2 separate regions of the Rattus norvegicus genome follow, and region 2 is linked to region 1. Evidence: chromatin contacts called from public Hi-C data. All regions are on one chromosome and are shown on one strand. The core of a region is the stretch at or near the end of the contact, and the rest is flanking DNA. Distances in the headings are between cores, read along the strand shown.

Region 1 (7,929 bases), core at 2,535-5,034:
GCTGGAACAGAGCCCTCTAAATTCCCACAACCCCCTCCCCTGAAGCTAGACTCTAGGACACTAGGCTTGGTGCCTCCTCCCTGGCTGTGCTCGAGACCCTGTCAGTGGTGCTAACCCTCATCCTACTCTGCCTCAACCCCACACTGCTGACCTCCACCGTCAACATCTCCGAAGCCCTCCTCATCTCAGGGATGAATTCTGAGCTCACGTTCTGGACCGCTGCCAGGAAGAAGGAAGCTGCGTTAGTTTAAAGCATCACACAAAAGGCCGCAGGTAATTATGTCTCTTTTAAGCTGCTAACAGGATTGGCCGTTTGATAAATGGGAGGATTTGAGGCTGTTTTGTCACTGACAAGCTGTTGTAAGATCATATTGGAAGCTGAAGACAGTTTATCTTCATGTGTGTGGTAGAGAGAGGGGAATTCTCCGTGGATTTTACATCCTCTTCAAATTAATGTGATTTCCTAGGCCGTCCTGGGCATGGAGTGAGTGATCTTTATGACTTACCCCCTGATTAGATTACCTGACTCAGCGGCCACCTCCAGCCCCTCTGGGTGTCCTGGAGCCCGCCAGGCCCCTCCCCACTTTGTCCCTCCAGCTTTCCTGTACCTCAGGCTTCCCCCTGACCTCCCTACTCTCCTCAGCAAGCCTTATTCACAGGCCCATCTGCTAAGCAAGCCCACGGCTCAATTACTGCTGGCTGGCCTGAGAGGAAGAGAGATCTGGTTTCTTCAGCTCCTCTAGAGGGAGCCGAGAAGAGGAGGCAGGCAGGCAGGCAGGCAGGCAGGCAGGCAGGCGGTGGGAGTAGGAGGGAGGGGAACCGGCAAAGGAGAGTACACTGAGATGAAGGGAGAGTTGAAACAGAGAAGCAAGCTGAGCCAGAGATACAAGTAGGCAAAAACAGTGGCCAGGGAGAGGAATGGTTTTCTGTTTTATTTCCAGAACCTTCCTCAGAACCACAGGTACCAAGACAGCCTCCTTTGCGTTCCTGAAGCTGCGTTAAGCAGGTCCCCAGGCATTTTGTACCAGATGATGTCTTCAGCATGCATGCCAACTGGGGCCTTGCTCACTGATTTGCTTCTATGGTATATACGACCCACGTGAGAGCAGAGGTCATTGCTGCTGTGCTCTTCCCAGAGCTTCAGCACAGACTAGGCTCTCGGTGAGTGTTTATGAAATGTGTAGAGATTTGAAAAGGATTGGCAAAGGGGCAGGACCAGCTTGGCATCCTGGCACAGGTTTGAAGGTAAATAGAAGACGGCCCGGTTTGGTCACCACCACTGGCTAGATTTAAAGAGATGTTTCTGGTGAGGGAATGCTCCAGGAATTCTTTAGACAAAATTGAGCATCCTCTAGGACAAAGCTTCTTAAGATGTGACCTGAGCTATCTGTGTCCCTGAGTTCCCTGGAAGCCCGGATTTCTCTACACAGTCAATGTAATTTTAAAGTGGTTTTACGGGAAACAAGTCAGCTGGAGGCTCCTGGCCCCAGCCCTAGTAAAGTGTGTGTGTGTGTGTGTGTGTGTGTGTGTGTGTGTGTGTGTTGGAGGGTTAGTAGTTAGAATCCTTGGAGTGGATAGGGAAACTAAGGCCCATTAGGTCTAGTGAGGGTCCAGTGCATTTTAGAAACTTGAAGCAACTTGTGAGTAGGTATTCAAGGATACAGTCAGTCACATACAGATCAGGGATAACGTTCCACCTTCCCCAAGACTTGTGAGGAAGAGGAGGACAGCAACAAATGTAAAAATGAGAAGGACCCCATCCTGCTCCAGGCCAACTGAAGCTCTGCAGCTGGTCAGCCCTGCCTCACTTCCCAGGCAAGCTGTGCACCCACGCTGTACCCCAGGCTAGATTCCCTGCTTTTTCAGCCCCTCCCCCAACTTGTCAGCAATCTGTGCTCCATTCCATTACTGACTGGCTAGTATACCAGTATATCAGCCTCTAAAACACACACACACACACACACACACACACACACACACACATCATATCAACCCCATCATACCAGACACAGTCAGGGTCCTCACTGGACACTCAGCATATAGTTGTAGGTGCTCAAGAATAGAGGGCAGTTTGCCTGCGCCATGGTGCAGTTGAAGTATGTCTGTTCTGTGCTTCATCCTAGACTGAGAAAGTAGGGGTGGGGTGGGGGTTTGTGGAAGTGACATGGAAGCCAAGGGTCCAGCAGGTTGAAAAAAAAAGTTCAGCCATCCCATTACTGCCCAGGAAAACCAAGGCATGATAGGGCTGCCATCACTTCCCACTCAGCCCACAGCCCAGCAGCCCTGGCCTTATGTAATACCTCGAATGATGCATGTTCTGGGTGCCTCAGAGGCATCCACTGCTCTGTTTGCAACACTCCCTGCTTTAGACGGGGTCGGGGTGCCCTACGCTGTGTTCCTTCTACCCTTGAGTCTTCATGGATCTTCCTAGATCTCAGGATCTATATCTTTTGCTGTTACCACATTGAACACAGATTTGGTGTCTGTCTTCTTCCCTGGACTAAAGGCCTCATGATAGGAAAGAGTTCATCTGCATCTTGCTCACTGAGAGGTCTCTGGTACTACTACACACAGGCCAAGGTATACTGCAGGTTGTGAGACAGCAAGACTAAGGCTTAGGCAAATCCATTTGTTTTGAAGAATGGTTCTTTTTTTTTTTTCTTTTTTTCGGAGCTGGGGACCGAACCCAGGGCCTTGCGCTTGCTAGGCAAGCGCTCTACCACTGAGCTAAATCCCCAACCCCCTGAAGAATGGTTCTTAAACTGCAGTATGAAGGCTGAAAGGTAATCTCCCTTCACAGAGGCTACCATGCACAGGTGTCAAATGATTGCATAGATTGATGCAAAGGTGTCACAGGTGCAACTGTGACAAGTACTTAAGAAAGGGGCTGACAAGACCAAGTACTGGTCAAGTAAGCTGGGTTAGCAGAGCTCCCTTAGAAGATGATATTACTCTGAGGTTGGGAAGTCTATACAGGGCAAAGGCAGAAGAAAAGTGTTCCCGAGAGAGGCCCTGCATCAGACAGCACATGACTTCTATAAGGAAACAAAAGCCCATCCAGTACTGCTGACTGTGTGGGGTCACTGAAGGGGGCTGAAAGCAGGCAGAAGTCAGACCACCATGTAGGGCCTTGTCAACTGTGCTAAGCAATTTGTTTCTTCGTGGGCAAGCCAAAGATTTAAACACTGAAGAGTTTAAACAGCAAGGGGTGGGCACCATCAGCAGTGATAAGATGGAATTGCATTTTGAAAAGGTCATTTGGGCTTCTGTGGATGAAAGAGGAAGGGACTTGAGGAGAGACAAACAGGCCAATCAGCTATGCATTGTAGCCATTTAGACTTGTTCCCTCGAGTCCGGGCAAAGATGGAGGATACTGATGATTGTGTGAGAGAATATTTTCAATCCACACCACGGATGGATAGGTGAGGAAATCAGGAAGATTATCTATCCCTAACCCTTGCTCTTTTCTGGGCTTCCTTCTGGGATATCAGGCAGGTGACTCAACAAGGAGGAAGGGCTTCCAGGCCTCCTCCAGACACACAGGCACTCCCTGTTTTTGCTTGCGGGAGTGAGGTAAGGGTGCGGGGACTGGGCTTGGGGGCTGTTCTACACTGTGTTCCTCCATGCATCTTCTAGGCCGGACCCAGGCAGAGAGTGAGTTTCTTTCGTTCCTGCGGGTGCTTTGCATGCTGGGAAATGTAGTTCTGGAGCAGGTAACTGGGCTCCTGGTTGTGGGTCTGGCATGCAGCCTGGTTGCCATGACAGCAGCTGGGCTGGAGCCACCGAACCATTTCATCCACAGCTCTGCTGGCTCTGAGAGCTCCCAGCAAGAAAGCTTGGGCTCCAGGGAGGAGGGAGGGAGGAGAGGGAAGAAGAGGGAGAGGGAAGGAAGAAGAGGGAGGGAGGATCTTCTGGGCCTTCCCCAGAGGCCTAGGCTAAGCTTACCACTGTATGGCGCTTGTGGACTGAGTAGAGAGAAGTCACTAGCTCAGGCTCACAGCAGGACTCTGAGCTGTTGGAGCCGTTCTTGTCAGTCAGACCCTGTAGGTTCAGCTCTATGAATGCAGAAGCCCTCAGCCGACCAGAGTAAGAAGGATGCGGCCCTCCTCCCCAGGGGAACTCAGCATGAGTGGAAAGGCAAGAGAGTGCAAAAGCGTTACTTAGGAGGGAAAAGCCCTGCCCATCTTTCCTCCAAAGTGTCCCTAGGATGCATTCCCTCTCTCTGCCTGTTGGCCACAGTTCTAGTCCATTCTCACTCCCCAGAGAAGGCTTTCTAAAACACAAATCTGGCCCTGCCACCCCGCACACCCCTGCTTAAAATTCTTCAATGGCTCCCCTTTGCCCACGGCTGGACTGGGTCCAGCCACTCTCCTAACGATCATTCATGGCTTTTCTGATTCTGGCCTGCAGCTTGCTGTCCAGCGATCCTCCTGCCTCCCCATCTGCTACACTGTAACAAGGTTTTCTCCTTCATCCCTGTCTTTGCACACGCTCTTCTCTGCATGAGGTGTCCTTCCTCCACCTCCTACCGTCAAGCCCACCAGACCCAGCCAACATGCTCCCACCCCACACAGTTTTCCCCGAACTCTTCCAGCAGGGGAAGAATGAATGGCCCGCTGCTCTGAGCTCCCAGAGCACTTTGTAGTTCCCTCTAAAGCACTTATCACCCATGTTGTGATGATTGTCTCAGTAGCTGCCTCTCCCCTCCCCTCTCCCCTGCATCTGAGCCATCCCAGGATCCCCAGAGCCCGGCACAGTATCTGGCACAAGATAGGCACTCAATAAATAGTGAGTGGGATTGAATGCAGAAAAGGAAGGCTTTTTGGGCCTTTGCCACACTCCCACTCTGCATTCCTGGACCTCTCCTTTCCCAGCCTCTCCCTTGGGGCCCTGGGCACTTGAGCATGGAGTACCTAGTGGTGCACCGCAGGTGAGTAGTGGACCTTGACAAGAGACTGGTGTGTTCTATTCTGGGCAGGGGCGGCATAGGCACCTGCACATGGAGGCTGAAAGCCTTTTCCTGTCACTCGGAGTTTGCATCAAGTCACACCCAAGTCTCCAGAGATGAGGTGCCTGTATCTTCAATGGAGCCATGATTTATGAACCGAGCTCCAGGAGCTGAGAAAACCAATTAGGCTTCTGTGCTTCTCCACCTGGAGGCAGAATAATTCCAGGAAAGTCCTTTCTTCTGGGCAGAGCCTCCATCTGCCTGAGCCTCAGCCTAAGCCTTGCCCAGACAGCCTTCCCTGCTGCCCCTAAGGTCTGCTCCCTGCTCTTGCTCTAAGCTTCCTGGGCCGGCTCTCAGAGAAGAAGGCTTTGATTCTACTGTGTAACAAACATCAGGGAGCCCTTTCTGGGTTACTGACCTTCCTAAACCTTGTTTCCTCATCATAATAAGAGGGTTGTTGTTGTTGTTGTTGTTTGTTTGTTTCAAAGTCCTTGCTTGTCTAGGTCATTCATTCATTCATCCATTCATTTATATATGCATTCACTCATTCATTGATATATTCTCTCTTTCTCTTTTTAAGATTTATTTATTATTTGTAGCTGTCTTCAGACACACCAGAAGAGGGCATTGGATCCCATTACAGATGGTTGTGAGCCACCATGTGGTTGCTGTGATTTGAACTCAGGACCTCTGGAAGAGCAGCCAATGCTCTTAACCTCTGAGCCATCTCTCCAGCCCATCTCTCTTTTTTAAAAGAGTTATTAGGTGCCTTCTTGGGCAGGGTGCTGGATTAATCACCAAGAAATGACTCAGAGACATGGGCCCTACTCTCAGGAAGCTTTCAGTCTGAAGATCAGCTTCAAGTGCTTTGAGGCAGAAGTGCAGATAGTTACGTGCAATGGTTCGCCTGATTTGAAACATTTATTTATTTATTTATTTATTTTTCTTTTTCTTTCTTTCTTTCTTTTTCTTTTTCTTTTTTTTTTCTTTTTTGCTCCAAGACTCTCAGCTGTGCACCTGTGGTATTGGCAGGTGTGGGAGGTAAGAATAGGAATGACCCAGGTGTTTCCCTCCCAGGCCCTCAGCCACCAGATTCTACAATGGTGATGGGGCCAGGAGAGAGGAGGAGAGAGGAGGGCCCAGGCACTCTGGGGAAGGGTCTCTAAGATGTGGAGACTGGTCTTTTTCACCCAAGAGGAGAGAATGTGAATGGGTGGGGCTTGAGCAAAACTGGGCCAGGAAACAGCCTTCCTTGGTGTGCTGGCTAGGCTTACTTACGTCAACTTGACACAAGCTAGAATTACCTGAATAGGAAACCTCAATTGAGAAAACACCTCCATAAGATCCAGCTGTAAGGCATTTTCTTAATTAGTGATCAGCGTGGGAGGGCTCAGCCCATTGTGGGTGGGGCCATCCCTAGGTTGTGGTCCTGGCTTGTTTAAGAAAGCAAGCTGAGCAAGACATGAGGAGCAAGCCAGTAAGCAGCACCCCTCCATGGCCTCTGCATCAGCTCCTGCCTCCAGGTCCCTGACCTGCTTGAGTTCCTGTCCTGACTCCTTTCAGTGATGTGGAAGAATACGATAAATAAAACCCTTTCCTCCCCAGTTTGTTTTTTGGTCATGGTGTTTTGTCACAGCAATAGAAACCCTAAGACATCTGGCTAGGTGAAAGGATGATGAATTGAGGTATTCCTACTGGGAGAGGGAAGGGCTTCAGCCTCACAACCTGAAGGAAATGGGTGTTTCCAGAGCTCTTGGAGGCTGTGATGTCACCTCTGCAGTACAGATGTGAATTCTGCAAAAGGTTGAGGAAAGCAGGGTCTGGTGTTCTCTTACTGCCTTTCCTACATGCTAGGCCCATAGCACTGAATGACCTCCTCTAGTCCTGTTGCTCCCAGGACTCAGGGGGCCTAGGGCTCCAGGGCTTAGAGAAGATAAGGCAGAATCGATTCTAGGGTGGAAGGGAGACCAGAGACTGGAATGAGGGAATGAGCTGGAATGAGAGTGGATGGTGGTGGTCCTTGATGCTTCTGGAGAGTACCCTACTCTGTGAGTTCTGGGTCTCAATTCCCCCTAGCTATAAAGTCTGCTAAATGTTGGACATATCTGGGGAAATCCCCAAGGCTCTTTGGTTTCTCTTCTGTAGTTGGAACAGGGTAACATGCCCAGAGGCTACAGAGAAATGCTGGCTCCACCCTCTGCCAAGGGACTCAAACCAGCATTTGTTGACATTTCTCAAGACACCCTCAGTGCAGGTGACATTTCAGAGACCTGCTCTCTGACAGGGCTGGAGGATGTAAGCCTGACCCTGAAGCCTTTGCTCCAGACTCAGACCCCACGGGAACAAACCTTTCCTTCTCTCCACCACCTCCACCCAGTGTTGAAACTCCCCGGGAGGCTCCGTGCTGTCTTAACATGCTGACGGGGCAAGACTGAAGCAGGTGTGGGCTCAGCCCTTTGCTTGCCAAGCCTCAACATCTGTCTCTGTGGGATGGAACTCACAATCCTTGCTCCCTTCAGAGTAGAGCTGTAAGCTCTCACAATGGTGAGAAAAGAAAAGTGCTACATCAACTGTGTGCTGTTGTCTAAGAGTGAAGTTGGGACGGAAGTATCAGGCCCTGGGGAGGGGTGCAGTGTGGAGGATCAACAGGTGCAGAGGCTGGAGGCCTCCGGCCGGGTTAGGGTAATTTCATACACTGGAGAGGGTCGTGGGTAGGTAGAGGTCAGCACAGGGAACTAGGAGTACTCTGTGATGCTAACAGAGTGGCAACACAGCTCAGGACCACATCAGAACCAGCCCAGTCTAAGGCCAGACAACCTTAAACATGCTTGATCTTGGGAACTAAGCATGATTGGGTCTAGTTAAATCATGTCCAGGTGAGGGAGCTGGAGAGGTGGCTCAGCAGTTAAGAGCACTGACTGCTCTTCCAGAGGTCCTGAGTTCAATTCCCAGCAACCACATGGTGGCTCACAACCATCTGT
Region 2 (7,929 bases), core at 2,152-4,651, 140 kb after region 1:
GCACCTGCATTCTTGAACCAGATTGCTGAGTTCAAACCCTCACCCCAACACTTCCCAGTTGTGTGTCCTTATTTCCATATTATAAAATGGGGTGTTGTGGGGGGGAGGGAGATCCTGCCTCTTGGGCAAGCAGGATGGCTCAGTGGATAAAAGGGCTTGTCCCCAAGCCCTTTTAATGACGGCAGTTTAATTCACGAGACCTACAGAGTAGAAGGAGAAAACTGACCACTGAAAGTCATTTTCTGACCTCCAAATGTATGTGTGCACACAGACAAACTAGATAAATAAATGTAATACATTAAAAAAAATCTGCCTCTTGAAGTTATTTGGGAGAACTAAATGAGATCAGATACACTGCAAGACGGATTCGGTATTTAAGTCTTCCAACCCTGTGACAGAGCATTTCACTCCACCACCGGGCACATAGTAGGTGCTCTCAGGCTCAATGAATCAATGAACGAATATGCTAGCCTATGAAAGAATAGATAATGTGTGTTCTACTACTGCACCCACAGTGGGCACTGGGAAACAGTATCTGCTCAATACATTGTTTCACAAAATCCATCTCTGCAACACCAGCTACCTTTGTTCCTGCCAGGGCCACCTCTCACCCCACATCAGAACCGGAACCCCAATCCCTCTTAGCTCCTCCCCACCCATGCAGGCCCCATTGCACACAGGGTCTCTTGCCCAGCTCTCTGCAGAAGTACCCAGAACTGCGAAATACTCCTTTCCAGCCAGTGCTTTCTAATATGGAACTAGAGGCTGGAGAAGAAAAGGAGACGACTAGATGAGGCTGTTCCAGAGCCCCGGCCTGTTCCCCCATCCCTGTTTTTCGTCCTTTCTGAGGTTTCATAGATTCTCTCCTGGAACGCATCCTCTACCCTAGTCTGGTTATTACAGGTTCCAACACCGCCGCGGAGCCCCTACTCAAGCAAGTAGCACCCAGGCGCTCTCACACATTAGACCTCTAAGGCTGCCACAAATACCTTCTGGGTTGTACAAGTCCAGGCGACCGAGAGCAGGTGCTGGAAGAAGCACGGCACCTTCCAGCTCTAAGTCCTGGGTTTAACCAGCAGGAGCAGCCCTAGTCCTTACCTTCTCGGTCAGTGACCGCTCTCCGTACACACCCAAGCACGCCTGAGCGCCTCCTCCCAGAGGACGCCTAGTGTGTGCGTGTGTGTTTGTGTGTAGTGGGGGACGGCGGCCGCTCCTAAGGCTTTGGTCGCCATCCCCGCCCCCACCAGGGTGACGCCTGGCCTCCTGGAACCCAAGGTGAGACTAGGTGAGGCGCAGTATAGTAAGAACTCTTAGGCCAGGCGGTCACTTGCGTCCCTCGCCTTCAGGACCGCCGCGGGGAATCCCTCCTCTCCCGCATCTCCGGCCTCCGCCTAGGTCCCCCACAAGCCGGCGCCGGCGGGAGCAGCGCAGCGGGCGCCGGGAGGGGGGCAGGGAGGAAGCCGGCGCCGGAATCACAAAGCCGCGAGCCTGGCCGGGCGGGGACATTCTCATAAAACCGATCCTCTCAAGGCGGCAGAAACGGGGTACTTGCCCTGCACTCAGTCCTCGATGGCCTCAGCGTCACTCGTTTTTCCTGCTGAAGGAATAGTTACCCTCACTGTTGGGGAAACTGAGGCTAGAAGCCTCAACTACCGGAGAGTGGCCGGAGGAAGGAACGAGAGTCCTATTCGCCTACCAGTTTTTCTTCTGCGCATGCTGCGGTCTCCATTCTGGCCCCGAGGCTTTGTCGGTACACCGAACTGGCCTGCGACCGGGCCCCAGTAGAGGGGCACGCAGGTGTGCGGGACCTAGGTGTGCTAGGGACCCAGGTAGCTCGGAGAAAGCAGCTAAACGGCCCGAAAAAGGTTTCAAACACCTCTAGTATTGTGCAAAGGGATCTAGGGCCACACAGCTCCAGGGTGGCGGCCCGGCGCGGCCTGTCAGGTTCAGCTTGTTCCCGGAATACCCAGCTGGTCAGGCCCCGGAGTGGAAGTGGGGGGGAGGTGTCGCCGAGAAGCCGGTCTGGCCGGCCCGGGGGCTCCGGTTGTGCCGATATTTACAATAACAAAGTCCCGATTGAGGTGACAGGGCTCTGGGTGCTCTCTAGGAGAGCCTGGAGGCTTCTCCCGAGGGAATCTGGCCAGGGAGAGTGGAGTGTGGTGTGGTGTGTGTGTGTGTGTGCGCGCGCGTGTGTATATGTGTGTGTGTGTGCGTGTGCGCGCGCGCTGCAGAGTGTAATGTGACACTGTTGGTGTAAGGTGTGTGTGACAACCAGTGTTAAGATGCTTGAAGCAGTGAATTCTGCTTGTGAGGCGCTGCTGTAGGTACCTCTCTGCTAAGGAGTGTGCTATCTAAGCGTGTTATGAGACACTGGGTTGTGTATGTGTGGGTGCAGTAGAGGGGCAAGCAAGACCTGTGCTGTATACCTATATCCTGGCCAAGGAGTGGGCACCCATTTGTGTTAGGGTGTGTTCCTTCAGCGGTATGTGTAGGGAACTAGGTTCAGCGTTCATCTGGCGAACCGAGGCAGTTATATTCGTACAGGAAGGCACGAGGTTGTGTTTGTGTGTCCGGCATTGCTCAATATCATACCCGATTGTGCTGTAGCTATCTATGGCCACGGGTTGTGTGTCCCCGCTGCTGATCGTGCAGGCGCTGAAGCAGATTCTGAGCTGGTGACTGTGCCCCAGTGGGCGCTGGTGTGCGGGAGGTATGTCTGTGCTCACATATGTACGGATCAATGTATGTGTGTATGTGTCTGTGATGTGGCTCTTCCAGGTGTCCGCGACGAGCTGGAAGCGCCTGAGTGAGCTGAGCAAATCGCCCAACAAGTGTGTGTCGTGGATAATGTTCCTAGCTTCCCTAGTCCTCCGGCAGCCCCCGGCTGAGCTGAGGGCCTTGCGCTTCCCCGAAACCTTCTCCATTCCGCGCGCTCCAGGAGTCTCTCATCCCCGCGGCTTGGAGCGCGCCCGAGTGCGGACGCCGGGGCCGGGGTCCAACTCGGCACCCCCTCCCTTCTCTCCGCTTCTTGCAGTGGACCTTGGAGGCTAGGGAGCCCCGGCCGCAACCCCCCACTCGGTGTCCCAGCGGCCTCCGCCTCAGTCCCGGTGAGCTGGGCATCGACTGGGCCCCGGTCTCCTCGCTCCACCGAGCGCCCCTCCCTCAGCTCCTGCCGGCCATGGCCGCTCTGGGCCCCGAGCCGCCGCCGCCAGCTCCTTACCCGCCTCGGGGCAGCACCGGTCGCCCGCCCCGCTGTCCGTGAGCCGCCGCCGGCCCCGGCGCGGGCTGCGGCTCTGCACGGCTGGGGCTGGCGCTGCGGTTCAGGCTCCGGCTCCGGCTGGCTGTGGGCGTAGCAGCCCGGCGGCTTCGCGTCCTCACCGCGCTCCCGCTCCGCTAGTGTGTGAGGCGGCAGCGGCGGCGGCGACGGCGGCGGAGCCAGCAGAGAGCGGAGCGCACAGCCGGCCCGCCCCCTCCCTCCCCCTCCCTCCCGGCCTGCCCGCCCTCCTCCCGCCACCCCCCTTTCGGCCGAGAGGTGGAGCCCGGATCGCTCTGGTCCCGCTGGGAGGGGACCCTGACCACCGCGCCCCCAAAACAGCACCCCCCCCTCTTACGCCCTCCCCCCCAACCCGGCCACTTGCCTAAGGCCGACTGCACTGGCTTCCTTTGCCGCTCTTCACCTTATACTCATCCCACCCAAGCCTGGATCCATCTAGGACCCTTCGGAATTGCTCTCTCCTGCCTTAAACACCTGTCCCCTACTCTGCCGCCCGGGAAGTCAAAGCACGGGAAATGTCTCTTCTGGTTCTTTCCTTTCCAGCATCTTCTCAGCGGAGCTGCCCCTCCAGGCCCACCCTCTTCCCACTCAGACTCCGGAGTCTGCTCTCCCGAGTGGCCCTCCCTTCTCTTTGCGCCCCGGGGAAGTCCGCCCATCCCCCTCCGGCCGGAGCTGTAATATGGGTGAGATTGTAAAAGGAACTGTGGAAAGGACTAGGGGATGGGATCTTGGAGCTCTACAGTGAGGACTAGGAAGAAAATCAAGTGCGAGGATGAAATGACGCTCCTAATGTCAGTCTGTTGAAGTCCCCTGATCACCTGCCCTCTGGGCAGTGTAGAGCTTCTGCCACGCGCTTCAGGCAGTGACTTAACACACTTCATATAGTCAAATGGATATCTACCCCGTGAAGCCGCTCAGTGTCACGACTGTGTCACACGCCCTCACCGTGCCACAAGCTCCCTGCCACACACTCGGCGAGTCACACACCGTGTCACAGGCAGTGTCTCACACTCCAATACTTGGTTTCTTGCGCTCAGCTCTGGCTCTCTGGCGCCATCTTGAGGTGCTTGAGCAGCGTGGGCACTCCCTCTCGCTCAGGTTTTGGTACCCAGGCTGCCAAGTGCCCCAATTCAGTAGGACCTCCTGCCTAGTTCCGCTTTATAAGCCAAGGCTCCATGTTTCAGGTCAGACGAATGAGGAAGGTTAGCTGTAGCAAGGCCAGGTTCTGTGTACGGAAAGTGTCTGCGTGTGAGACGATTGTTCTCTAGGTCTCTGCCATTACCTCTGCACACCCACACCCCTGTCCCTCCCTCATTTTCCCATCTCCACCTTTCTTCTATCTCTGTTTCTTTCTTTTGCTTTCTCCTCTTCCTAGCCTCTGGGCCTTTTTATATGGGATATTCTTCAAGGTACGAGTGAGATCTGTAACTTGCTGAAGGAGAAACGGAGAACTGTCAGAGATCTTCCAGTGCACCCCCACCCCCACTCACCCACTTTCTGATCTGGACCTTCTGCTCCCCCTCAGCCCCAGGAACCCAATTGGGGCGCTCAACAGGAGATGCAGAAAGGGCCTGTCCTTTAAGTGGCTTCTCCCTGCTTCTTGCAAAGCTCACACTGCCTCACCACTGAACACAGTACCAAAAAGCAAATCAGTGGGCCGGAGAGAGGAAATCTTCCACAGAGGAGCTGCCCCAGCTTCCCTGCCCCCAGCATGTGCCTGTTGCCCACTGCAGCAAACCCTCCCAGGCTGCTTGCTGGGAGCCATTCAAAGGCTCCTCTGTTCTCCTCCTTTGCTCAGGGCTGAGCAGGACCAGCAGCCGCAGAGCTGGACAGGAAATGCTAATCTCCCAGATGTTCCCCTCCATCCTCCCTGCTCCACCACCATCAACCCAAAATCCTGCACCAACTGGTTGGAATAGAACTGGGCCAAGGCAGCAATAGTAGGGTATGCTTATTATTCTTCCTTGCTGTATCCCTTCCTACTCCAGCTGCCAGGCTGTCTCTGTGGGGACCTGGGTTGGGACAATGTAGGTATGAGTATTGGGGCTTGCTCCACACCCCCACACCCCGCCCCAGGAAGGCAGGCAAGAGAGCTGAGACTTCGAGGAGGATAGTCGGGGAGTAGAGGGGGTAGCATCTGAAGAAGAGAAGCCAGGCTCTTGGCTCTGTACCAAACTGGGAGGAGGACCGGTTGGCAAGTGAAGCATTGGGGGAGGCTCCTCAAACTGACAGTGACTGAGAGTCCATCTGGGACTGTGTCCAGAGAATGGAGCCTGGGTGATGCTGGGTATGAAAATGGCTGCAATGCTGGCTGGTGTGTGTTTACCTGGGATGGGCTGTAGCTTAGAGGACTGGGATGCAGTAGAACCTAAAACTAATAGAAAGGCTGTTGACTCAGGTTGCTGTGATGCTAGTGTGCCTAGACTGTCGCCAGTTGATCAGATGACCCAAGAACCTATTGTGAAGTTGTGTGTGTGTGTGTGTGTGTGTGTGCGCGCGCGCGCGCGCGCATTGAAAGAGTGCTATAACTGAAAACCATTGTTCTGGAAGCTGAAGATGTGTGGCTGGTACACTTGAGACTGGATATAGCTGAGCAGTTCTGTATTAATTTGATGTAGTTAGGGCTGTTGCTGAATCTACTGTGTAGGTCTTAAAGGAGATAAAGAGCTGTTGCTAGGAGCCTGTACCTGAGAAGCAGGCTGTTACCTAGGATGAGAGCAGAGCTACTGTTGTATATAGGATTGTAGCTAGCATGCTATTGGTCCTGAAGCTATAGCCGTTGATGACAGCATATTGAGGATTGGCTAGGATGCTATTGCCTGGGATTGAGGCTGGACTGTTCTTGTGTGCAAGGCTTTCACGGGGATGCTGTTACAACTGCAGCTAAAGCTCCCGTGTAGCTAGGACGCCATTTCTTGGTAATATAGCTGGACCACTGTTGTGTGGGGGCTGTAGCTAAGACTCTGTTGCCTAGGAGATGGGAAGGTGTTCCCTGAGTTGCTGTTCTGGGATACAGCTCGCTACTGAAGATGGGAACTGATCTGCTCGGAATGGTTCTCCCGTGGCTATTGCTGGGTCTGTGATGGGCTGGGCAGGAGAGGGAAGGTGAGTCCTGTCCAGAGGTCTGGGAGATGCCAGGACCCTAGGGTCGGGCTGTTCCAGCTGTTCTGGGGAGGCCTCAGCAGCTGCTCTGCTGTGGAGCCCAGAAGCCTGTTTTCATTACTGTTTTAACTCTTTTTTTAACCTTGTTTTTCTCCCCACTGCACTTTCGCTCACTCATTAATTTTGGTATTTTTCTCACGGTGCCTCAGCCCCTGTCATGGCTGCCATGGCAACAGGAGGCAGTGTGCATAGTGCCAAAATATCTGATCAAAAAATAACCAAAATAAGCAAACACCAGGATGGCTATACATGGGGCTACGGCCAAGGAAGAGTTGATAGGTAAATCCTGGAAATCCTGGGTTCCCAGAGGAGCCCTTCCACTCCCCCTCTTCTCTAGAGAAGCTTTATGAATCTTCTGGTAACCTGGGAGCCTGCTTCCCAAGAGATCTATCTTACAGCATACTTTCCTAGGACTCTGAGATTTTTTTTTCAGTAGTCCATGGTCAAGAGACAAATTTTTCATGAGGAGAAAGTTCTAAGAACCTCGACCTACCCCTCCCCTATCCCACCCCTCCCCTTGCCTACCTCTCCCCTCGCCAGTCTTAGAATTATTCCTCCTCTTCTGCTCCTAGCTCCCCTTGGCCATCTCCCTTTTCCTTTCCACTCTCATCCTGATGGGATGGACTGAGGAGAGAAAACTGCTTCCTCCAAACTAGCCCTCCCACCCCCACCTCCTCAGCAAGTTGCCTGAGTCAGTTAGGAGGCCATAAAAGAACCTGGCAGTCCTGGGTCTCTACCATGGCCTGCCTTGGGGAGGAGGCTCGTGAACATTCCAGATATTCTCAGTCTACTCTTATTTCCTCTCCCATTTCGTAGCTCCCTGGAGATGTCCCCTCAGATGGGCATGTTCTAAAAGGAAGAGAGCCTCATGCAAGAGAGGAAGGGTCAGAACTCCTGGTATTATGGGCCTCCCTTCCTTTATTGCCCATTAATGTTCCCTCTGAGGAAGCTTGTCTAAATGTCTGGAGCACTGGGAACTGGGGGAATAAGAAGGAACCCCTCAATCATTCAGTTACATCTCTGTCTGTTCCCGTTCCCCCCACCTCCTCCCCAGAAAGCCTCACTCCTCACACATCTGCATTCCCTCTGGGAACGGTTAGAACTTGTCTCCCGATCTGCACTTTCAATTTCTTTTCTCCCCTCCCTTCAAGAGCAGTGGTGGCCTTGGCCTCCTGGCAGAGCCTTCCTAGCCCGTTTCCATAGAAACCTGGTAGGTTGTGCAGCGCAGGAGTGGGAGGGGAGACAGAAGGAAAGAGGGACCAAGTCTCAAGGGCAGCCCAGATGAAGGATGGGAACTGAGAGAAGATGGGGTTCTGCTCCATCTAGAGTGGTACCTTGATTTGGGAGGGGAGAGAAGGGGTGGGAAATGCCTGCTAGATTCTACTTGTATGTAGTTTGCCTTGCTGCCTCCTGAAATGGGACCACAGAAACTGTCTTCTCCAGGCATAAAGAAAGGGGAATCCCCCTTTACCTCTTTAAAGTCCTTGTTTACC

The links. Hi-C and Micro-C count contacts between places; a contact is called where the count stands out from the background.
Region 2: a contact with region 1 is called in a Hi-C map of prefrontal cortex, with 5 times the contacts expected there. The contact joins the promoter of Pcdh1 here to the enhancer-like site in region 1. A contact is called at or near these places in 4 of 12 Hi-C or Micro-C datasets (the A7r5 cell line, frontal cortex, kidney and 1 more) and 1 of 1 datasets of contacts at active chromatin or transcription factors (oligodendrocytes).

What each region holds. Positions count from the first base shown.
Region 1 is chr18:30,150,172-30,158,100 of GRCr8, forward strand. No RefSeq gene overlaps it. Among named protein-coding and RNA genes, the nearest start is that of Arap3, 69 kb to the left of the region's middle. Within about 2 kb of position 3,785, at least 67 of the 93 cell types and tissues checked have an H3K27ac peak or open chromatin away from gene starts, as enhancers often do. A contact at or near this core is called in kidney and prefrontal cortex, where this site is marked.
Region 2 is chr18:30,287,035-30,294,963 of GRCr8, forward strand. It overlaps Pcdh1 (protocadherin 1), which reads right to left and starts at 3,402. Exons shown (of 5, transcript NM_001100689.1): 1 at 3,221-3,402.